5 separate regions of the Mus musculus genome follow, and all the other regions are linked to region 2. The links are chromatin contacts, called in public HiChIP or PLAC-seq and promoter capture Hi-C maps. All regions are on one chromosome and are shown on one strand. The core of a region is the stretch at or near the end of the contact, and the rest is flanking DNA. Distances in the headings are between cores, read along the strand shown. Region 1 has its middle 71 kb from the start of Gm31650. Region 2 holds the start of Adi1 (acireductone dioxygenase 1). Region 3 has its middle 96 kb from the start of Gm31650. Region 4 overlaps Myt1l (myelin transcription factor 1-like). Region 5 has its middle 86 kb from the start of Gm31569.

The links. Promoter capture Hi-C pulls out the DNA fragments that hold promoters and counts their contacts. HiChIP or PLAC-seq counts read pairs in DNA pulled down with a chosen protein or histone mark.
Region 1: an H3K4me3 HiChIP or PLAC-seq map of embryonic hindbrain shows a contact between it and region 2, with 5 times the contacts expected there. The contact joins the enhancer-like site here to the promoter of Adi1 in region 2. A contact is called at or near these places in 2 of 39 promoter capture datasets (frontonasal cranial neural crest and hippocampal neurons) and 3 of 115 datasets of contacts at active chromatin or transcription factors (astrocytes, embryonic hindbrain and embryonic midbrain).
Region 3: a promoter capture Hi-C map of hippocampal neurons shows a contact between it and region 2, with 2.3 times the contacts expected there. The contact joins the enhancer-like site here to the promoter of Adi1 in region 2. A contact is called at or near these places in 4 of 39 promoter capture datasets (embryonic stem cells, frontonasal cranial neural crest, hippocampal neurons and 1 more) and 2 of 115 datasets of contacts at active chromatin or transcription factors (embryonic midbrain and embryonic stem cells).
Region 4: an H3K4me3 HiChIP or PLAC-seq map of embryonic basal ganglia shows a contact between it and region 2, with 4 times the contacts expected there. The contact joins the enhancer-like site here to the promoter of Adi1 in region 2. A contact is called at or near these places in 1 of 39 promoter capture datasets (embryonic stem cells), 3 of 115 datasets of contacts at active chromatin or transcription factors (differentiating embryonic stem cells, embryonic basal ganglia and embryonic stem cells) and 1 of 9 other capture datasets (adipose tissue).
Region 5: an H3K27ac HiChIP or PLAC-seq map of embryonic stem cells shows a contact between it and region 2, with 3 times the contacts expected there. The contact joins the enhancer-like site here to the promoter of Adi1 in region 2. A contact is called at or near these places in 9 of 39 promoter capture datasets (the 3T3-L1 cell line, the C10 cell line, cranial neural crest and 5 more), 3 of 115 datasets of contacts at active chromatin or transcription factors (astrocytes, embryonic stem cells and extraembryonic endoderm stem cells) and 3 of 9 other capture datasets (adipose tissue, embryonic stem cells and liver).

Annotation. Positions count from the first base shown.
Region 1 is chr12:29,367,239-29,370,673 of GRCm38.p6, reverse strand. No RefSeq gene overlaps it. Among named protein-coding and RNA genes, the nearest start is that of Gm31650, 71 kb to the left of the region's middle. Within about 2 kb of position 2,148, at least 113 of the 459 cell types and tissues checked have an H3K27ac peak or open chromatin away from gene starts, as enhancers often do. A contact at or near this core is called in astrocytes and hippocampal neurons, where this site is marked.
Region 2 is chr12:28,673,717-28,677,125 of GRCm38.p6, reverse strand. It overlaps Adi1 (acireductone dioxygenase 1), which reads right to left and starts at 1,919. Exons shown (of 4, transcript NM_134052.2): 1 at 1,754-1,919. The coding sequence starts at 1,873.
Region 3 is chr12:29,342,130-29,345,573 of GRCm38.p6, reverse strand. No RefSeq gene overlaps it. Among named protein-coding and RNA genes, the nearest start is that of Gm31650, 96 kb to the left of the region's middle. Within about 2 kb of position 1,968, at least 25 of the 459 cell types and tissues checked have an H3K27ac peak or open chromatin away from gene starts, as enhancers often do. A contact at or near this core is called in hippocampal neurons, where this site is marked.
Region 4 is chr12:29,648,256-29,651,468 of GRCm38.p6, reverse strand. The region is part of intron 3 of Myt1l (myelin transcription factor 1-like); the gene reads right to left. Among named protein-coding and RNA genes, the nearest start is that of C630031E19Rik, 37 kb to the left of the region's middle. Within about 2 kb of position 1,563, at least 15 of the 459 cell types and tissues checked have an H3K27ac peak or open chromatin away from gene starts, as enhancers often do. A contact at or near this core is called in embryonic basal ganglia, where this site is marked.
Region 5 is chr12:29,289,336-29,293,030 of GRCm38.p6, reverse strand. No RefSeq gene overlaps it. Among named protein-coding and RNA genes, the nearest start is that of Gm31569, 86 kb to the right of the region's middle. Within about 2 kb of position 2,255, at least 314 of the 459 cell types and tissues checked have an H3K27ac peak or open chromatin away from gene starts, as enhancers often do. A contact at or near this core is called in adipose tissue, astrocytes, embryonic stem cells and 4 more, where this site is marked.

The sequences.
Region 1 (3,435 bases), core at 899-3,398, 690 kb before region 2:
GGATTGTAAAGGAACTGGCTTATGTGTGCTGCCCTGATTTTAGAGTCTTGTACATTGCCAGGAGGACTTTCTCAGCCATCACTATTGGGCAGCTTCAAGACTACAGAGCATCTCCCTCTGTGACACTCCCTATAGAGGTCCCTGGTGCCTCTGCACTGTGGTAGTGGCTGGGAACAGCAGCCCTCCCTCCACCTGCATCGGAACCCAAACCAACTTTCTCTTAGTCACAACATTTTTGACTCAACAAATTACAAATTACCATATTCAACTCACATGTGGGGATATGTTGCTATTAAATACAATCTGTGAATATTTACTACTAATTAAGATGTACAACATGCAAAAATATCTTATTATTAAAAATAATAATAGGAGTTGAGTTTGAACTAGAAACAGCCAGCCAGCCACCACCACTAAGCTGGTTCCTCTGTGCAGAGTCTAGGAATCAGGGCGAGGCTGCCCTGAGATAGACTCTCAGAAGCTTCTCCATCTACTTCTACACCCTAGGAGCAAACTGAGAACTACAGACTGGCCTAGCAGCTCTGTGAGTGGCTGTGGGTTCAAAGCCATGCCTCCCAGCTTAGATGACCTTTCTCCTCAGCCGTCTAATCACCTCAGTGACCTCAGACCTCTGGTACAATGGGACACAGAGGAGGCTTGCAGCTCCCACAAACCAGGTCTAGACACAAACCTGGTGTCCAGCCATCTCTCCTCCCCGCCTCACCTTCATTTCTGTTTCTGACCACCACCCCTAGCTCTGCTGTTGTTGATGGACAGCACTTGGGAACTATCTGTCTTCAGTGTGAGAAGAACTAGCTTGACCAAACAACCACAGTGCCCAGCCCTCTCATCCAGCCCGTTAGCCAGTGTTTCTAAAGAGGAGGAAAATAAGGCCTGGCAAGTCATGATGGCTTTCTAGGCCAAAATTAGGGACAGGGTGGGTGGTCACTGGAACACTGGCACCAGTGAATGCTGCACCCCAAAGTGTAGCCTGGATGAGGATGAGTGAGACTGAGAGCTCACGGCATCCCTGAATTCTGTAGGCAGCACAGGTTGCATTGTCAGGGTAGTTGCTAGGACCTGGTTTGTGAGAAAGGCCATCTTTGTGGCATTGGCTCTGGAAACTCCTTAGGTAAGAGCTGGGGACCTCCCACTCTCATGACTGGACTGGTTATATCTAATCTCACCTTTGCAATAATGAATGCTTGCTTATCCATTGCCCAGGTGGTATGCACAACTGAGAATAGCTCTCAGAAGACCACCCTTTGTTCTGGAAAGAAGGTTCTCTGTGTGTGTCCCCAGGGGTCTGTGAAATTTAAGCTTCTGTCCAAAACATGGGCCTGAGGTTTGACATCAACTTCTAGAAGAACAAGAGATCCCACATAAGCCCGCTCCAGGGTCTGTGTATCATTAGGAGGTGTGGTGAAAGGCAGGGATGCATGCACAAGCAGAGGGGCTGCATCTCAGTGGAGAAGAAAACTTGGAAACGGACAAGGCATGTCCAGACCTTCTACTGAGCCCACCCCCCAGTGTGCACAAAACCTGGCCTGGGGGGATGCAGTGACCCCTCGGCTCTCTAACCAGCTCAGTGAGCTCAGACCTCTGATACAATGGGCAGCAAAGGAGGCTTGCAGCTCCCACAAACCAAGTCTAGACACTTGGTCTCCAGACACTCTGACTGCTGCCTCCAGTCTCCTCTCAGCGCTAGCTTCCTGACACCCCCACCAACACCCCACCCCCACCCTGGCCCGAGCTGTGGCGAGGAAGCTTGCATCCTTTCTTCACGTACCTGAGACCCTCTTCTCCTCCCTTTCTGGTGAGGTGAGAGAATGACCTGAATAAAGACAAAGAGGTAAGGGGTCTTCCCCACACCCACGAGATTGCCTGGGCCCATTTGCTGCATGGATGTCTGACAGCCCAGAGAGATCAGACAGCTGAACGCCCTTGCTGTCCTGGAAGAGGCGGGGAAGCCTCTGCATTGCTGTTCCAGGAATCCGCTCTGGAAAAAAGCCGCTGCCAGCTCTGAGTTCATTAAATGGCTTCTGCCGTATTAATCTTTTGTTTCTGCTTAATGGAGGTTACAGTGAATGGGAGGAGGTGAGTTCCCAGGGCACAGGGCTCAGTGTGGAATCACCATGGGAACGGCAGCTTGATCTCCATTGGGTGACTAGTTCCCGAGGCCCACTCAACATCCTCTTTAAGGGCTCAGAGTGCAGGCTGTACCCTGTTCATCAGTCTGCAGGCCAAAGGGAACAGAAGCAAACAGATCTGCAGGTCACTGGCTACCACGCAGCACTGGCCCCGTTCGTGCCCTTCTTGTCCCGGAGGGCTCTGCTAGTACCAGAGGGAAAACGCTGAGTCAGGAGCTTTCTGGCGAGCAAAGAGCATGTCCGTGGCCCTGCTTTCCCGGCAGACATTTTCTGAGCACGGAGGGCGAATCCAGCTGGCAGAGGAGCCGGGTTAACTAACCAGAGCCTGCAAGCCACAGGACCAGGGCTACATAGGGAGGCAGAGAATCAGAATCAGGGAAGCAGCAATAATCCCTGAGAAATACAACCCAGCAGCCCAAGGCATCCTGGGAACCAGAAGCGACTGAGAGTGGGCACAGTTGCTATGGTTTAACTGATCCTTAAGGACTGATGGGCGCTCGAGTTGTTTAATTCTGTTTTCTTTCCCCAGGTGTTTTCTTTCAGGTTCTTCTTAGAGCCTGAAAGCTGAACCAACAGTGCTGATACAGGAACAGGCAGGACCAAGGCCAGGGACAAGGGGCATGGAACTGAGAGAGAAGCTGGCTTTTCCAACTATAGGGACCCCACCTCTCTCTCTCTCTCTCTCTCTCTCTCTCTCTCTCTCTCTCTCTCTCTCTCTCTCTCTCTCTCTCTCTCTCTCTCTCTCTCTCTCTCTCTCCCTCCCTCCCTCCCTTTCTCCCCTTCTTTCCGTTCTTCTTTCTTTCTCTTCCTTCCTTTTTTTAAATTGGGTATTATTTTTTAATTTGCATTTCAAGTGTTATCCCCTTTCCCAGTTTCCTCTCTGGAAACCCCCTTTCCCATCCTCCCTCCCCCTGCTTCTATGAGGGTGTTCATCCACCCACCCACTCCCACCTCTCCGCCCTGCCATTCCCCTACACTGGGGCAGCGAGCCTTCACAGGACCAAGGACCTCTCCTCCCATTGATGCCAGACAAGGCCATTCTCTGCTACATATGTGACTGGAGCCATGGGTCCCTCCACGTGTACTCCTTGGTTGGTGGTTTAGTCCCTGGGAGCTTTTGGGGGGGGGCGGGTCTGGCTGGTTGATATTGTTGTTCTTCCTATGGGGCTGCAAACCCCTTCAGCTCCTTCAGTCCTTCCCCTAATTCCTCCATCGGGGTCTCCCTGCTCAGTCCAATGGATGGCTGTGAGCATCCGCCTCTGTATTTGTCAGGCTCTGGCAGAGC
Region 2 (3,409 bases), core at 670-3,169:
GAGTAGAGAGCTAGCCTGGACTACATAGCAAAAATCCATCTCAAAAAAAGAAAAAAATTCATACTCATACCCTTTCATGGCAAGGTCCCACATCTCAAGGTCCCACTCACAATTTGTGATTTATCACAATCCTACCTACTTTTTAAAAAAATTTTTTTAGATTTATTTATTTATTTATTTTATATGAGTACTGTAGCTGTCTCAGGCACACCAGAAGAGGGCATCAGATCCCATTATAGACGGTTGTGAGCCACCATGTGGTTGCTGGGAATTGAACTCAGGATCTCTGGAAGAGCAGTCAGTGCTCTTAACCGCTGAGCCATCTCTCCAGCCCCTACCTATTCTTTAAGGTCCAAAGCCAAGGACACGCACTTCACGACTGGATCTCCAAAGGCTGACAGAACTAATCTGAAACCCTACATGAAACTACTAGCAATGAATTTAGTGACATTTAACTTTGTTTTACAATGAAGTGCATATTTTATTATCATGGAACAACACACCAACACACAGGCATCAATATATTTTATGTGTCTGTATGAGTGCTTGTATGTCTGGGCACCACTCTAGTGTCTGGTGTCCACAAAGGCCAGGAGAGAACATGAGACCCCCTGGAACTGGCTGAATGCGCCCCTTCCTAATGTGGAAACTTCACCCACAGGATGACGTAAGAGGTGGGCCTCCTGGCTCCCGGTGGGGTCACAGCTGCTCCTGATTGAGATGAGTGGCTCTACTGCCCTGAGGAGCTGTTTAAGGTTTCATAGAAGTCAGCTATGAGGGGGCCTTCACCAGACACCCAAAGCACCTAATCGGGTTCCAGTCTCTACTGGGCAGCCAGTTCCTGTTGTTTACAGATCTGGTGTAGATACAAAGTCCTGAGTGTGACTCCTAATCTAAGGTATCCGTGATGATCGAAGGAAGGGACGAAGGCAGTATTCCAAAAGCTCTTTCACTCCAACGTTGTAGTCATAAGGGGCCTTTCTGTCACCCTGCTCTGTCCCCTTTCCCTAGCAACTTCTGCCGTGGGAGCAAAGACTAACTCAACAGGAATGCCAGAGGCCTTGCTGACCCCAACCCCACAACCCTGAAGCCATGCTTGCTGATCCAGGACAAAATTGCATCACCAAGTCCGTCCCATGCAAAGCCTTGATTTCATATGTGCACAACCCAGATTCTTCTCCAATCACCTATTTCCCCCGCTTCCTATCCCAAAAATATCCTCCTATTACTTGCAGACATGGATTTGAGCGTCGTTCCCACCTTAACGTGGCCACCCGACCTGTGGACGCTGCTTCAGCTGTGAGCACAGCATGTGGTGAGCAGGCCTTCATGGTTTTTAAGGGGCATGACTCTGCAAAGGACTCATCAAACGTTCCTCAGGCATGGCTCCAAGGCCAGTTGGTTTGCACTTCATTTTGACCATACCAATGCACACAGGCTAGATCCAGTTACCCCTCCACTAACCCCAGATTCTCTGCGGCTTTCCTGTGTTTGAACTGCGTTACCCGTGACACTACCATGTGACTGGCAGCTGGCCGTGCGTTTGCAAACACTAGCTGTGAACGCGCGCGAGTACCAAGAGGAAAGCAGGCGCCACCAGCCCAAAGCCTTCTCTGCAGTTATGGAAATCTCTGGAAACGGCGGCCTTGCTGAGCTTGCGCAGCACCCTAGCCCCCATCCCCACCCCCACCCGGCCCACCCCGTCACGGCGTGCGCGTGCGCAGGCGCGTGGTGCTCCGGCCTGCACTCGTACCTTCCAATAGAGCACTCCGAGCGTGCGCAGCTGCTCCAGGCTCACGGGGCGGTCGGGCTGTGCGCGGTGGGGCTTCCGCGGGTCGGCGGTGGACTCGTCCATATACCAGGCCTGCACCATGGTGGCGGCGGCGGCTTCCACTAACTGGCTGGAAGGGGCGTTGCTTGAAGGAGCCCCAACGGTGGTGGGCGGGGTGTAGGGCGGAGTTGTCGGGAGGGCGTGACCGCTCAGGTAGAATTCAGGACCAGGAAAGGCGTCTCACCCTCTGGAGAAGGTGGTGGCATATCCACAGCCTCCTCGGCAGTTATGTGTCTACCCTGTTTTCCTTGCAAATGCTATGATAAAATATTCTTACAAAGGCAGCTTTCAGGCAGAAAGGGTTTACTTGGCTCACAGTTCCAGGTTAAATTCCATCATTCGGGGCAGCAGAATTGTCAGAAGAGGAACTTGAAGCAGCTAGTTCATAGCCAAGAGCAGAGAGAAATGAATGCATGTGTGTTCACTAGTGCTCGGACCCTTTCTATACTTTCTTTTTAAATTAATGCAATCTAGATAGTCCCCCATAGACAGGCCACAGGCCAACCTGATCTAGACCGTTTCTCATTACTACTCACCTCCTAGGTGATTCTAGCTATGTTAACATGACTGTTAAAATAAACCCGTCATGGTGCTGAAAAGATGGCTCGAGCAGTTAAGGGCATCTGTTGCTCTTTCAGAGAACCCAGATGCAATTCCCTGCAGCCACTTGGTAGTTCACAACCACCCATAACTCCAGTTCTGGGGGATCTGCTGCGCTCTTCTGAATTCTGTGGCTATGTTCACACGTGTTGCATATCCAAGGCAAAACGCTTCTAAATAAACCTAAAATAAGTAAATGAAACTAACCTCCATGCTATCCGAAGGTGCAGCACAGATTAAAGATGGGTGTTTCTTCAAAATCTGATTAAGAAAGTCCCATGGGGGGGGGGGGGGCTGGAGAGATGGCTCAGTGGTTAAGAGCACTGACTGCTCTTCTGAAGGTCCTGAGTTCAATTCCCAGCAACCACATGATGGCTCACAACCATCCATAACGAGATCTGGCGCCCTCTTCTGGGGTGTCTGAAGACAGCTACAGTATACTTACATATAATAAGTAAATAAATCTTAAAAAAAAAAAGAAAGAAAGAAAGAAAAAAGAAAGTTCCATTGGTGGGACTTAGACCTCATAATATGATGCTAATTCGTTAACTGCAAACGGCAAGGGTGTTATAAAGAGTAAGAACAACAAATGGCTGTCATCTCAGGGTTGGGTAACAGGACCACACAAGATTTTAACAAATAGGGAGGTTTGTGGAATAGTGGCCCTTGGTGGGATAGCCATCTTTGATAGAAAAAAATTACCGTAGTTTAAAAGTATGACAACTGAGGACCAGATAGCTTTAAAGAATTTTTTGTGCTTGTCAGTGGTGGCGCACACCTTTAATCCCAGCACTTGGGAGCCAGAGGCAGGCAGATTTCTGAGTTTGAAGCCAGCCTGGTCTACAGAGTGAGTTCCAGGACAGCCAGAGCTACACAGAGAAACCCTGTCTCAAAAAACCAAAATTCAAAAACCAAAAAAAAAAAAAAAAGAAAAGAAAAAGTCCACAGCAAGTGCTAAGGCAGGGGTTTGAACTCAGG
Region 3 (3,444 bases), core at 719-3,218, 670 kb before region 2:
AACCCAGAATGAATCTCTGTTGTGCCAATAACTAGGTGCATGCACACACACAGTCAGAGTTTAACAGGGAGGAAGGCATCCTAGAACAGATGGGGCAGTCCGGAGCCAGTATACACCCCAGAAGCTCTGGCACTACCTACAACCACATATTCCATCTCTGATAGTAACCTTGTGCCTTACTGACCCAGGGTATGTCTTCTACTGCCTGGAAGGGACCTGAGAATTATGTCAAAGCGTCTCCATCCCTGTAGATGCTGGAGGTACATAACTCTAAATGGTCACCTGAAAGCAAGGAACTGTATGTGGTACTCACACCATCAGGACCAAGGCCTGGGGTGAGTAGTCAGTGATGAAACAATGCCAGAAGATGGCAGTAAGCTCTGTTTCCTCAGATCTTGCATCATGGGAAAGAATTGTGTCCCTATCAAGTCCTTACCTTTCCCTGAATGGAAGGAACCCTCCTGGAGGAGACAAGTGGCTTTCCTGTGTCCTGGGAATCTCATAATGTAAAGGGATTTCCAAATGATGCCCCCCAACAGGAAAGGGAGTCTGTCTCAGGGACAAATCATCGGAACAACCAGTACCAATGTGAGTGTGTGAGCTGCTCACCTGGTACCTTCTTATCCTCATGGACCAGGCAGCCGGGGTCAAAGGGTGCGACCTATGAGCTGCAGCTATAGATTCAGCACTGTGATGGACTCCATGTCTGTAATAAGGGCTCAAAGTTCAGGGGTTGCAGCACCCAGCAGGAAACTTAGCTTCCCTGAAAAGTATCCACCAGGGCTGCCATATAAATTCCTGGCCTGGTATGTTCCCTTGGCAGCCAGGAGTGCATATTTGAAGCCCCAGATTCCCAGCAATGACATCACACTTGCTCCTCCGAGGACACAGTAACTCTAATGTACCCCCAGTTCCCAAGTATCACCTCCACTCAGTTCTCTAGGGCCCTGCAGTGAGCCGAGCTAGGAGGCATAACTGACATCCACTGAATCAGCTACCACACATCAGCGCTTAGTAGGTATACCTTCTAAATGATCCATCACCCAGCGCCATGGCAACACTTAGTAGGTGCTCAGAAGGGTGATTACAAAAGACAATCACCATAAGGCTTGAAAAACTGCTCACGCAGTAAGAGGGTCTCATACTGAACAATTATTTACCTATTATAAGAAAGCGGAACCAAGGTGGAATTTGTTATTGAGAGTGGCCATTGAATGGCCATGTGTTGTGTATAATAAATGTGTTCACATCAGCAAAGTAAATTCACAGGCTATTATAAAATTTGAAATAAGCTTGATAAGAATGGTCCAGGCTTAAAAGAAAAAGTATCTCCAAAAGAAGTATTGACAATTGAATACTAACTGGGTGCCTGAGAAGATGGTTCAGTGGGTAACGTGCTGGCTGTGCCTGAGAAGTATAGTGTAGCTCCCCAGGGCCTACATAAATGCTGAATGCTCTACGAGGCTAGCTACATTATCCTAAGCAGTAGCCTCTGAGTTCAAGTGAGAGATCTTGTGTTAACATATAATATGGAGTGCCATTAAAAAAAAATACACCTGAGACAAACCACTGGCTTTCATATGTATACACACACCCACAACACACTTGCACACATATCACATTATGCACAGACATTAAGAAAAAAAAAACCCTCTAAATGAGGCACAGTGACTCACAGAGACCAGCATCACCCCAGGGATGAATGGGACTTGCCTCCCACAAATCACAGTTTGTGTGTGTCCCTAGGGGAAACACTCAGAGTTGCTGGTAGTTCTGAAAATTAATGGATGATTTTAGCCCACAGGGAAACACAGAGGCAGCATCTCCCAGCATCTACTTAGCATTTACTTTTCCAAGTGACAGCCCTTCTCCATATTTCCTTCTTGTAATTGTTCAAAAGATACAAAGCCGAGAGCCCGCACTGTCGGTGCTGTAAACAGCCCGACGCCATGGGAAGCGAGCCACCCTGGCCGCTGATCCATACACAGCTGTGTTCTGAATGGGAATTCTCCTTGCATCTGCATCCTGCTTGACAGCAGCGCCTGGCAGGTTTTATGTGCAGCATTGGCCTTGAAATGCCATCACCCCCATTAAGTGAGCAGTGCAGAAAACATCGAGGGTCCTCAGGCTGAGAAGGGTGTTCAGGGCCAGGAGCTGAACATTCTTTGCTTCTCCCACATGGAAATATCCTTGTGCATTTTTAAATGTAACTCCGGTTGGCCCGCCTCCATCTCGAGTATAAAGCTTGTTCCAAGGATGAGACACACATGGTTCTTTCTCCCAATTTCTCATGCTGGAGTTATCCTTGGCATCAGTTCCAACATCCATCCCTCTCCCCAGTACAGCCCCCAGATCAAGGACCTGCAATCCCCACACTATATATCACAGAAATATGACCTCTCTGTTTTTAGTGCAGAGGCATTGGAAGTGCACCCTGCCAGGCAGCTGTGGTGGGGCAGTGAGGTGAGGGTATAGGGGGAAGGCATGGTGAAGGCTCTATCCCTTGCCAAATTTAAGGTGAACCTCCTCTTCTGGTCAGCTAGTGACAGCACCCATGGCAGGGACCTGATTCTCACCCCACACTGGCTTCCTGTCCTCCCCATCCTCCCTCTCCGCCACCTTCGATACCAGTGTCCTCCTGGGGCTGGAGGAGAGCACAAGGAGTCCTAGCCTTTTCCTTCCAGGCCCCAGTTAAACAAGCCCATCAGAGCCTTGAAAGCTCTCTCTGCCCTTCCTGCCTCTTCCTTTCATCTGAAGCCTGCTCCACCTCCTGGGCATCTGCAGAAGCCTCTCTGCTTCCTGGAGAAGCGAGCTGAGCTCTTTGTCCATTGGCTAACTTGTGCCTTGGTCAGAAAAAAAGATGGAGGCTCAGTGCAAGGCTCTGCCCTGTTTCCTGTACTCTCTGCCCTGCTCCCCTCTCACCCCACCAGGGCATATTGGCATATAACCACCCTTCCTTCAGTCTGCTCCTGTCATGGTGGATAGGCTGTTAATCCTTCAAAAATCCCACTGTGGGGTGTGTGTGTGTGTGTGTGTGTGTGTGTGTGTGTGTGTGTGTGTGTGTGGTCTCTGTGTGGCTACATTTTTATGTGTGGGCACATATGCATTCATATTAGGTCAGAATATAACCTTAGGTTTGGTTCTCAGAATGCTTACTGCTTTAAAAGCTTATTTTTACCCATGTATGTAAGGGATCTCTGTAAAAGTGTCTGCCACACAGTGTGGGTACCTGTAGAAGGCAGGAGTGAGCACTGGATCCCTTGGAGCTGGAAATAGTTGTGAATCACCCAGTTTGAATGCTGGGAACAGAACTCCATATTCTGGAAGAATAGCAAATGCTCTTTAACTGGCTGAGCCTTCTCTCTAGACACTCTCCTTGTTGCTCCTGTTCCTCCTCCTCCTCTTCCTCATACTTCTTGTTTGGTGTGTGTATTTGTTTTGTTT
Region 4 (3,213 bases), core at 314-2,813, 970 kb before region 2:
TTGAGCCTTTTGAAAACAGGCTGCCCAAATCATAACAACTTAAATGTAAATACTTCAATATTTGTCCTTTAAGGGGAAAAAAACCCTGTATTTTCCTACATAATATATGGATTACTTTAAACAGAAAAATTGTGTGTGTGTGTATATATATATATATATACATATATATATTTGATGGTCGATATTTATAGCTCCCCACTTGTCCATCCATAGCTAATTTAATAAGTAAATTATAACTAATATACAAGCTACTGGCCCCTTTAGTGTTCTCAGGAATTTTTGCCATTACTTTTGCTACTCTTCCATTCCACAACTATTTCTCGAGCGTTATATTTAAAACCACTTTACTTAAATAAGTTGAGACTCTGCCCTTAAGATTATCACTCTATTATCAAGTAAATGAATAGTGTAATATGTAATCTCCTAATGATGATTTTGTAATTTAAGTTGTAATTTAGAATTTTAGGGGTCGGAATGTTTGTGAGATGTGAGAGCTACAGGGAAGGCAGGCACACAAATGTGTTGTTAGCCAAGATGACATCTTCTGTCCTTTTATTTATTCTCTCCTCCCTCCCTCCCTCCCTCCCTCCCTCCCTCCCTCCCTCCCTCCCTCCCTCCCTCCCTCCCTCCCTCCCTCCCTCCCTCCCTCCCTCTCTCCCTCCCTCCCTCCTGCCCTGTAACCCGTCCTTCTTCCTTCCTTCTTTCTTCTCTCCTTCCCCTTCCTTTTCCTTCACTCCTCTCTCCCTCCACTCTTTCACCTTCCCTTTCTTTTCCTCCTATCCTTCCTTTTTTCTCCCTCTCTCCTCCCTCCCTTCCCAGACTTCTCCATCTTTCTTATCCCTTGTGGCTATCACCACCATACCTTGATTTGTTTTCCTTATTTCCTAACTCAGATTTTAACCATTCAAATCAACTAGAGTCTGTGCATCAACAATCAGTGTCAAATGGGATTCTGAAAACATCCCTGTGGCCTGATGTCCAGGGAACAACTGTGACCTTGCTTTTCATGGCCAGAGTTCAAGTCCAAACGCCTCATTCAGGAGCTTCTGGTCTCTACAGGTAAAGTTGAACTGCTTATGTCTCTCAACTCAGAGTGCCTAAGGGGCACATTAGGGACTTACTTGAAAATACTTCCGGGTTACTTATAAAGTTTGTTTTGACTAAGAAAGGCATTTGCATGTTTCAGACGTAAAAAAGCAAGTGATGAATGAATGAAGAAAAATAATGAGAAATTTCTCGCTGGCTTCTGAATTATCTGCAGAAGCACACACAAACATTTCTACTGGCGTCTTGTCATCCCTAGATGCTTTATGCAAATATAAGCAAATGTACACATGTGTGCAGCCAGAGCCTTACTTCTCTTCTGCATCTTGCATTTTTCTTTGACAAAACGTCCTTGAAATCCTCCTGCAGTGCCTCACGGAGCACCACTTCATTTTTGACACAGCTGTGAAGTGAAGGCACTCTGATTGGAAAAGCTGAGCACACAGCACGGATATAAATCAGTGTGGCTCTGCCTCAGTCTTTTATGGTAAAGCCAGTGAGTCTTGGTTCTTCATGAATAGTAATGAGAGGGCCTGGGCTGTGTGCAGCCATGGAGCTACATGAATCAGGCACTGCTGTGTGGAATGATACCAGCCCTGTGACATGGTACCTTCCCACACAAAACGGATGAGAACGTTCCTTCATCCTAGGTCCCCCGAGCTCACACCTCCATCTTTATCTTATACCTCTGCCCTCGCTGAGACCTTCTGTGGCTCCTGCTGGATTCTGTCCAGCGGACTCCCTCTCATCCCTATCTCTCAGCGTAGCTCCCACATCCCTGATTCCCCAGCACTTGCCTAGATGATGGGGAATCTAAGTAATTGGCCAGAAGAGTCTTCCAAGAAGCTTCCACAGATGCGCATTTCTCCTGCTTTGGTACCACATGGCAACTGCCACTTCAGCTGCTCCACATTTCTTTCTATGGTGTGTTTAGCTTTTGAATATATACATTAAAGGATACCCCCAGCCCCAAATTCAACAGTTCAACACCAATAGCTCTCCAGCAGAATTATAGTTCCATTTTCCCATCTAGTATCTGGTATGCAGTACTGGCTTGAAGACACCAAATGAATGTATAGCATACATTTGTGTGTAGGAGAGACATGGAATAATTTATCTAAAGATGTTTTATTGTAGAAGAAGAGAAGCATCTATCTAATTTTGTTATAGGCAAACTTCTTTCTCTTCCTGTACTGCTACAAGAAGCAATGAGTTAAGAAGCTGAAGAAACAGGGAACCTGCAATCAGTGGATCATCATGTGTGGATCTCAGGATGTGCACTGTGTTAAGTGCTCAAGGCCAAGATTAGAAAGAGATGATGCTTCCAGGAGGCTGCAGGGGAAGGGTATTGCAGAGAAGGCTGGGAGTAAGAAGTGTGGCTCCTTTGACCTTTGACCCCTAGCTACAGACACTGATGACAAAGACAGTTCAGAGGATATGCATCCTGCTATTCACATGAGTAATATTTACCAGTGGTCATCCTGACAGCTCCTCCTAGTGTGAAATTCATAGTAGCATCTGTCTTACTGGAAAGTCATCCATTCATTGCTGAGATCAACCACCCACATGCCATACAGAGCAAGCCACGTACTAAGAGCTGGAGCACAGATAAGCCCTGTGTTTCCCTGCAGGAGCTTCAAGCTCTGCACAGGTCTCCTTGGTCTGAGAACACTGGTGATATAACAAAAGCAAGACAGAGTGTGAGGTCTGGCATGGGGTCCTCACTCCACCAGGAGGCCTCCCCTAAGCTGCTTCTTTGTAAAAGCTGTGGTGACCAGATCCACCTCCCTAACAGTCTTGTAAGAGCTCGAGGCACCAGGTGGTGACCCACTCCAGGTGGTGATGGAGGAGGCCAGGACTGGATACCACCTTCTGTGTCTCATGAATCAACACCATGCTCTCTAGGCTTTTTCTCAATTGCTGACAATAAATGATGATTACCCTTTACTGGATGGGGGAATCTGAGACTCAAATTCTATGAGGTGAAGGCAGTAGTACTTGTCCCTTGGTCTGACCTCTTGGGATATGCTGCCCTTCTGTCTTCAGCCACCTATGCTGCCCTGTGTCTGGAAGCCCATTCTTCCTGAAGTGGAGTGACATCAGTGTTCCCTGAAGGTTGTTCCCTCGCTCATGCATGGAGCTACAAAATAATACAGAATATGTTGCATG
Region 5 (3,695 bases), core at 1,006-3,505, 620 kb before region 2:
GCCACACAAAGGAAGAAGCAACAGGACCACTGGTGCTTACTGACTTACTCCCCTGAGCTCATGCAGCTTCCTTTCTCACACAATCCAGGCACTGCCCACGTTGGGCTAGACCCTCCTAAATTAATTAGCAATCAAGAAAACTCCCCACAGGCATGGCCACAGCTGGATCTGATGAAGATGACTACTCACCTCAAGTTCACTCTTCCCAGGTGCATCAAGTTAACAACCAAGACTGGCCATCACAACAGCCAAAAATGAGTGCGGCGGTTCTCCAAAAGGTTACGGTCACACTAGTGGATATATATCCTGAGGTGTATGTGTATGCTGGATTCTGATCCATAAATCAATGCATGAAAATGATAACTGTGAGCCCATGTTTGTTATATCATTGCTATTAGCCTTAATTACAATGCTATATAGTACAGCTGATATTATTTCACCTTTCCTTGAATTATCCCCTGGTCTCCCTCTCTCCAACTTCCCACCTCTGTTCCTGGCTGTCGAAACCACAATTACTGTTTAATACCATGGGTTGTACTTCTTTGGAACCCACACATTAGCAAGCTCATGCAATACTTGTCTTTCTGTGTCTGGCTCATTCTACTTAAGACAAAGCGCCCCAAAGATTCATCTATGTCATTGCTGGTTATAGAATCCCCTCTTTTACTAAGGCTAAATAATAATTCAGTGTGTATATACATCACACTTCCTATCCATTTATCTATTGATAGATATTTAAGTTAATTCCTAATCACTTTTTAAAATGTGTGATAGAGGACATGCTAGTTTCTTAACCAACACATTTCCTAATGTATGTTTATATATCAAGACACCATGTGCATACCATAAATACATACACAAAATGTATTATTTAAAATTACAATTCCAAGACTTGGAGTAGCTCAGTGGGAAAGTGCTTGCTTTGCATATGTGCAAGAACTTGATTTGATCCTCAGCACTGAAAAAAAAATTAAATTTTAATTAAAAAACAGAAACAGGACTGGGGAAATAGTTCAGTAAGAAGAGTACATAGTTACACACAAACACACACACACGTACAAAATTAAATTTCAAAGGATGAGTTTTCAGATTGTATATTTCAAGTTTAGAATTAATTCTCAGATGACCGGAGCTCCTTGAAGTTTTGACTATGTCGTCTTCGTTCCGCTATTTTATTTATTTATTTATTTATTTATTTATTTATTTATTTATTTATTTAGAGAGACAGGGTCTTCGTTCATCTATGTTTGTTTGTTTGTTTGTTTGTTTGTCTGTTTTGAGAGACAGGGTTTCTCTGTATACCCCTGGCTGTTCTGGAACTCACTCTGTAGACCAGGCTGGCCTCGAACTCATAAATCTTCCTGCCTCTGCCTCCCAAGTGCTGGGATTAAAGGCATGTGCCACCACTGCCCAGCCAGCTGTATCTTAATTAACTTCATAGTTTTATATTCTTATTGTTTGTAAATTTCTTATTTTGATTAATATTTCCTCAGGATGACCTTGGAATTTTAGCCTAGTGCTAGCTAACTTTGTGGAAAGGCAGGTGGTTTTGTTTCGGTTTGATTTTGGCTTTTTGTGACAGGATTGATCAGGTTCCCAGGTTTTCAGCCAAAATTCGGGGTTTCGGGGGGTTGGGAGAGGATGCCAGGGAAGACTACAAGGAAATGCCCAGCAAGACTACATCCGGGCTTCTAGTCTCCGGCACTGAGGAACTACATTTCCCAGCAGGCAAGGCAGCAGGCCAGTTTTTTGAAGAAAGAAATGGTCTCAGACCTGCGTGTCCTGCACAGGGACCAAGGCGGCTTCTACTAGAGGAATTATGGAGTACACTTCCCAGCATGCACGGCTCCAGGGCGTTGCCGCTCTGAAAAGGAGCCCCTTAAACTACAATTCCCAGTATGCATTGCAAGGAGCCCCGCCAGGGAGCCGTGGAAAGCAGAAGACTGCAGTGCCCGGCATGCAGCACATTGCCCCGGCATGCCCTGCGGCCTAGGCAGTTTCCTACTAGGGCAGAGTTGCAAGAGGGCTGTGTATGGTAGGAGGCGGCCTTTAGCTCCTCTCATTCTGTGCCTGAGGCTGACTGTTGTGGCATGCAGAGGTCCCGATTGTTTAAATAAAGAAGCAGAGCGTGCATTTTAAACACGGCTTGGTCAGCACAGCACAACCAAGAATTCTCATATAGTAACCATGCATGACGAGAAGTCTGTGTTGGAGCTCAAGGGCAGCTGGACAGCTGTTATTTCAAAACGGTCGCCTTTGATTTTGGACGGATGCCTGTACACCTGTCGTTCTGTGCATCTGTATGCAGGGTGTGAGTGCAGGACTCGAGGGTAACTGCGGCTTGAGTAGTTCCTTTCTGGGAAAGAATCCCTTATTGTTTGTAGTAGATTTTCTAGATTAGTGGGTTGTACAAGACTGCATCCACTCCTAGGCTTGTCTGACACGACAGTTCTGGTCCACTCAGCCATAATCTTTGCCTGGCTGGTTCCTGCTTCTGGTTTCTGATCAGTGCCTGTGAGTTCTGTATAAGATCCAGGTGCAGCATCTGCTCTCCCTAGCAACCTGAGGTGCCCCAACTGAAGCGGCTGCCTCCTGCTTCTTTCTGTTGGTTTTACCTGAAGAAGCTCCACATGCTAGTAGTACAAAACAGAGCTAGGGTCATGTCGACCTGTTCTTCTGAGACTGCCCCCTCCCCCGTCCCCACTCCTGAATCTGCGGCAAGCTGGGATTGTGTGCCTGCGCTTGATTCTAGTTTGGATGCAAAAACACAAGTCTGAGGAAAACACAACTATAAAACTAAATTCCACATGAATAGGAAGAGGTGTGCAGCCGCCAATTCTGCCTAGTGACCGTGCATCCTGAGTTTCATAGCTGGAATAAATTGTGAAGGCCCCTGCTAGACACTAATGAGCTTCTGATCCAGGGTGAACTTGAGCTCAAAAAGCTTCCAGCTTAGCTTCTCTGCCACTAACTGTCAAATAGAGGGCATGCGTTTTTGTTTTGCATGGGGCCTCACAAGTCATGTACCTCACAATTCGAGCTTACAGAGAATATGTCTTCCTGTGCGCCTTGGTAAGACAGGAAAACTAGTAGTGGGGAAAGCTTCCAATGATATTTTAACTGTAAAACCCTTTTGAAAAGAAAAGCATTATTCCAGGAGGTAGTCCTGTAGCTCAGGATTGCCTCATGGAATAGGCTGATCTCCCAGTCCTTCTTTCTTTCCATTGCCCTCTTGCTCTTACTATACAGATGGTGTCTGGAGGAAGATAGACCAACTAGGGAGCCTGAAGCCTCCCTGATCACCGGAGGTGAGAATTCTGTTTCCTAGGTTCTAGGTCAAGGTGATTTCAGCATTTCCAAGCATGCAGGTGCAAAGGCCCCCCCTTGCACTCCTTAACAGTTTCCTCATCTATGAATGTAGGCGAAGAACCGAAGTTCTCAGCAGAAATTAAGGGCACGCCCATGTTAAAGATTCCACAAGCCTGACTAGAACTCTATGATTGTACAGAGTTAAAAGGTTACAGATCTGTGGTCAAATTATCTTGGGTTTGCTTGACAACCTGCTGTCATCGAATCAAGCAGAACCTTTTGAGAAAGTGTTAAAGGAACACAGCCTCCGTTGACTCTAAGAATCTCATCTGAGAACATCTGAAAGCTACAACAGTTCGCCCTGCTTTTCCGTAAGCTGCCATTCT